Regions from separate parts of the Sus scrofa genome. Here region 1 is linked to region 2. A link is a contact called in public promoter capture Hi-C data. All regions are on one chromosome and are shown on one strand. The core of a region is the stretch at or near the end of the contact, and the rest is flanking DNA. Distances in the headings are between cores, read along the strand shown.

The links. Promoter capture Hi-C pulls out the DNA fragments that hold promoters and counts their contacts.
Region 1: a contact with region 2 is called in a promoter capture Hi-C map of liver, with 14 times the contacts expected there. The contact joins the promoter of BEND2 here to the promoter of SCML1 in region 2. A contact is called at or near these places in 2 of 5 promoter capture datasets (fetal skeletal muscle and liver) and 3 of 47 Hi-C or Micro-C datasets (embryonic fibroblasts, liver and omental adipose tissue).

The regions. Positions count from the first base shown.
Region 1 is chrX:14,702,630-14,705,329 of Sscrofa11.1, reverse strand. BEND2 (BEN domain-containing protein 2) reads left to right here and starts at 1,396. Exons shown (of 17, transcript XM_021080613.1): 1 at 1,396-1,423. The coding sequence starts at 1,396.
Region 2 is chrX:14,208,846-14,211,545 of Sscrofa11.1, reverse strand. SCML1 (sex comb on midleg-like protein 1) reads right to left here and starts at 1,325. Exons shown (of 8, transcript XR_002340672.1): 1 at 1,141-1,325. It overlaps NHS (Nance-Horan syndrome protein), which reads right to left. Exons shown (of 9, transcript XM_005673460.3): 9 at 2,461-2,700. All of the region lies in intron 1 of LOC110257735 (a long non-coding RNA gene), which reads left to right.

The sequences.
Region 1 (2,700 bases), core at 147-2,646, 490 kb before region 2:
TCCCTGAGGCCGGAGGCGATCTGGGGCTTTCAAGTCCTCTGGGTCTGTGGTGTCCTGGAGGCTGGAGGTGATCTGGGACTTTTGGAGTTCCTGGGGTTCACGGCGTCCCCGAGGCTTGAAGTGATCTGGAACCTGCAGGGGGACGCAGGGTTCATGGTGTCTCAGGGGCTTGAGAGTGTCTTGGGGCTCGAGGCATCCCCTGGGTTTGTGGCGTCTAGGGGCTCGAGCGGATCTTGGGGCTCTCGGGTCCCCGGGGTTCATGGTGTTCCAGGAACTTGAGGTGACCCCAGAGCTGGCAGCTTCCTGGGGGTTGATGGTGTCCCCGGGGTTGATGGCCTGACCAAGTTTCCGGTGGGAGGGCGGCGGTTCTTTCTGGGACCTCTAGCGGCCGCAGAAGAGTTTCAGCGGTCACCATGCGGCAGGGGGCGCCACCGCGGCTCTTTTCACTCGCGCGCCAGGAGGCAGCGTGGCAGGCTTTGGCGCCAGAGCCGGTGTGTACGCCCGCGCTTTTTACTTGAACTTTTTTTCCCCAAGGCCTCGTGTGAGCACACGCCACAATCAGCTGCTGAGCACCGCATGTTGTGCCAGGAAGACGATTTGGCTTGGTGACTGGGGCGCTTTTCGGGAGGAGAGGGTTTGCTTTGCTGGAAGAGCGAGTCTGCACTTGGCAACCTCAGATTTCAGCAGCGCCGCGTGGAGACGTTAGGGGGCGTTCCCACCACCTCATGGGGGTGGGGGAATGCCAGCTTGTGTGAGCTTTTGAAATTTGGCCACCTTTTTTTTTTTTTTTTTTTTTTTTTTCGGCTGTGCCCGGGGCATGTGGAAGTTTACTGGTCAGGGATCAAACCTGATCGACAACAGTGACAACACGGAATCCTTAATCCGCTAGGCCACCAGGGAACTCTTGGCCACTTATTTTTTTAAGTTCTTGGTGCTTCCTGGGACAAGTTGATTCTTTTTTTTCTTTCCCCGTTGGAGGAGGTACGGGTCCAGGAAGGATGAAGCCTCTTAGATGTTATATAGAATTTTTTTCAACTTTACAACTTTTAAATTTTTTTAGGTTTGTTTTCTTTTAATCGAAGTAACATTGGTTTATAACATGTTTCATGTGTACAATATTATAGTTCTACTTTTGTATATCCTACAGCAGGCTCACCACCACAATTTTATATAAATTTTGAGTTTAAAGAATTGACAAAAGAGCGAGTTGATTCATTATAACATCTTTTGAGATTAAGACGTTGCTTTTGAGGCTTTGTTTGTAACTGCGTTTGATCAAAGACAGGGCAGCCTTGCCGTTTTATGATAAATATGCAAATAAGGATAAAGAAAATAAAGATTTATGTGTGGAGAAATCCTTGCACATAGAGCCTCTTCTTTGCATTAAGAGGGCAGATGCAGGAGTCAGAGAACGCTGTAAAAGGTGAGGACCTCTGTAAAAAAGGGGACCCCTTTTGTGGGTGCTCCAGCCTACTGTACGGTTAGCACGGTCAGTCAATAGAAAAGACCAATAATTAAGTCTGTCGGAGATCGCTTCCTTCCCTCCCTCTGCTACCCAGCTTTCCCCAAATTAGGACTGCTCTGGGGTTTTATAATACCAAGTGGTCAGCTGCTTTAATGTTTACAAGTAAAGATTTTATAAGCAATTTTTCTACACATTGTTTTATAAAGCAGTGCATAGCCTCGATTCAGTTCCGAGCCTGGCTGCAGGGAATGCTGGCTGATGGGACACAGTTTTGGTGGTATTATCCCGCATCTGGCTGGCTTTGTCGTCTCTAAAGTTCGATAGGGAGATTGCAAGGGCTGCTTTTTTTTTTTTTTTTGTCTTTTTGCTATTTCTTGGGCCGCTCCCGCGGCATATGGAGGTTCCCAGGCTAGGGGTCCAATCGGAGCTGTAGCCACCGGCCTACGCCAGACCCACAGCAACGCGGGATCCGAGCCGCGTCTGCGACCTACACCACAGCTCACGGCAACGCCAGACCCTTAACCCACTGAGCAAGGGCAGGGACCGAACCCGCAACCTCGTGGTTCCTAGTCGGATTCATTAACCACTGCGCCACGACGGGAACTCCGCAAGGGCTGCTTTTTAAGAGCCCTGACAGTAAAGTTAGAAAATGATTGTTCCGTGTAATAACGTACTGTTCACTTAAAAAAACAAACAAACAAAAAACAAAACAACCTCCCCCCAAAAACAGAGCAGCCTGGCCATTGCAATCTGCCCTATTTTGCTGTGTGTATTCTGTGCAGTAGGCAAGTGAAATGCAGGTGTCAGCCCTGACCATTGTGAACTATGCCTTCTCTGATAAAAATCAGGGCAGCTTAGTTCCTTGCACCTTGGGAGCATAATCTTCAAAAACTTACAAATGTCATAATGTCTTAAAAATTTCCTGTGAAGGCTATATTATATATATACCTAAAGGAGTTAGTTGGTATTTTGCGAATTAACTGAGAAACCTTAGTGGAGTTGTCAATAACTTTACTAGTAATAGTTTGTAAGAGCTATTGATAGACGAAAACTTGTCTTAAAAATAAAATTTTAGTTGCCTTTGTTATTTTCTTCTTTATTTAGATTATAAAGTCTAAACTTCGTTGTAGAGAATCTTTTTTTTTTTTTTTTGGTCTTTTTGTCTTTTTGCCTTTTTCTTGAGCCGCTCCCAAGGCATATGGAGGTTCCCAGGCTAGGGGTCGCGTCGGAGCTGT
Region 2 (2,700 bases), core at 76-2,575:
TGGTTAAATTCAAAATCCTGCTAAATAAGTTTACTTAATAGGAAGCTCATTTACATTTTATGATAGGAAATCTAAACATCGGGTTTTTAGAAAGACACATTTAAGATACATCAAAGTCATTTTTCAAAAGTCACCTGAGGCTTCTGCCTCCCAAGGTGCAAGGCATTCACTTGCCATCCGCGTATCACAATGACGACAGATGAAAACAGCGTTTCACCCCAAAATTCTCAGTAAATAGGGCAGATTACAACAGCAAGCCCACTCTAGATTTTTTCTTTTCCCAATAAACTGTGTCAACACATTGATTACTTTCTAAAAATCCCGTCAGGACTCAAAAGTAGCCCTTCTGTCCGCAGCAAACTTGAGAGAGCACAGAGTCTGCCAGACGGGGGATAAAGCCGGCCACACTCGATTCCATGGCCCAGCTTTCTAAAACTCCGTGCAGAAAAGCTGCTTGTAAAATCACGATTCGTAAACATTAAAGCAGGTTCAAACTGGAGCAGCCCGACCTCCGGGAGAGCCAGGCCGAGGCAGAGAGGCAGTCCCCGACAGAGCGAGCTGTCAAAGGACCCCGCTCAAGCCACATCTTTGCGCTGAAGCTGTCTTTGATCAATCGCACTTACGATCAAAGCCTCAGAATCAACGGTTGCATCACAAAACACGTTATAACGAACCAACTCTCCAGTTAATAGATTCTTTACACTCAAAAGTCTATATAAAGTCTGATCGTCTCCCGCCCCCCCCAACCTCCCCCCACACCTGCCAAGAAAGAGAGAGGATGGAAAAACGATCACCTGTTACCACAAAGTCAGCACCAAGCCGCCAACAAGCGGCCAATTCTCAGAAGCGCCAACGAGCTGGCCCAGGAGGGGCAGGGGGAACCACCCGGAACCAAGTGCAACCACCCCGAACCAGCCGGAACCATCCCAAACCACCCGGAACCGTACCGAACCACTCCAGCCGCAGCGCTGCTGAAACTGCGGCGTACACTCGCTTTGCCCGGGAAGTAACTATTTTCTCTTCCCTCAGGAAAATCCTCCTTCCCCGCCACCCCGCTCCCGAGCGGGAGCCATTAAGCCAAGTCACTCCTCAACTGCTTCTAGCGCATCCACGAGGGAGAAAAAGGGTCACAGCACAGACCTTTTCTGGCGCTAGAGCAGCCAAACCAGCCTCCTGAGAGCGCGGGAACCGGCTAGCGGTGAGCCGTCTCCCGAGCAGCGGGGGTAAAACGGTTAGGGTCACTCGAGGTCAGAAACGGTCCTCGCACCGGAAATAGGACCCGACCACGTGATGCGCCCGCCGCAGAGCCCACGGACCCCACGAAGCTGGGGACCAACTCTCGCACCAGAGACCACCCACCGTACGGAGGTTGCCACGTGCGGCCGGCCGCTGGCCTATCAGTGGCCGCCTAGAGACAAGCCTGAGCCGTAAGCCGACCAATCCTGAGGACCCCTTTGCCGTCGCGTGAGAAGCGGGCCGTTGCTAGGGAGTCGGCCGAGGGGAGGGGCTGTGCTTCCCTCTGCGCAGCCGCAATGGCCGCTTCCGAGCACCTGCAGCTCGGCGGTGGTTGGCAGAGGTTGGTGAGTTCAGTTCCGCGCCCCGCTATAGGCTGAAGACGCGAAGCTCCGAGGCGGAGAGGAGTTTTTGCGGGTATTTCGGTGTGGGTTTCTTGGAGGCGGCTCGCAGGGCTGAGGCACTTAGGCGTCTGGCCTCTCCCCTCTTGTTGGTTAATTCTTTGAAGATTTTTTTTTTAATTTAATTCCCCCTTCCTCTGTGATGTACCAGAGACGTGGACATTGAATTAATTCTAGGTGTGCGGTCAGTGCTTCAATTCGCAAGGGGAGGGGCCGGGCTTTAGCAATTGTGGTTTGGTACAAACCTGGAAGGGTTATTTTCAAAGGTTGTTATGCCTTTATGCGATGACACAGATCTTGGAGCCAGATTTGCTGTGTTTGTACCCTAGCCTCAACATTTAAGTGAGCTATGGCTTTGAGCAACTCAGGTAACGGCTCTGTGCTTCAGTTTCCCATCAATAAAATGGGCACAGCGAGGGGGGTGGTGAGTTAGGATAAGCACAGCAGTTACAACACTATCAGTAAATGTATGTAATGAAAGGTACATGACATTACTTAGTGGCGATCGTCTTAGGTTATGTCGAGGTTGCTCACCTTGGGAAGGAGGCATAGTCTGAGAAATTCAGAAGCAAAGCAGTTGAAGTAAAGCTATATAAATCTTGTAGCGCCCAGAGAGGCGCTACAAGGGAAGCATGTTGGACATGAGAAATATTTTCTTTTCTCCTCTCAAATACAAGCGAGATTAGAGCCCATTGTAGATAGAGTATTTATTATTATGATTTTGCTCATACTTTTGCCATAGCAGGTTCTGTCCCTTACGTCCACACTTGGTGTATGCAAGACCCCAGGAATACGATTACGTAACAAAGAAGAGGGAAACAAGTTCTTTAATTGCAGTCACGTTTATTTGCAGTTTCTATACACACTTCCTAGGTAATCAAACTTTTCTGGTACATTTTTTTTTGGAGAGGGGTTCACAATGAAACTGTCACCATTTTTACTAAAAATAAATACAAGACTTAAAGTGTTGCACAGCTCTAAAATATACAAAGGCTTGAATTGAATGTAAACGTTGAAAACATCTTACAAAAGAAACCATTTTTGCAACAATTTAAAAAGTTCATAT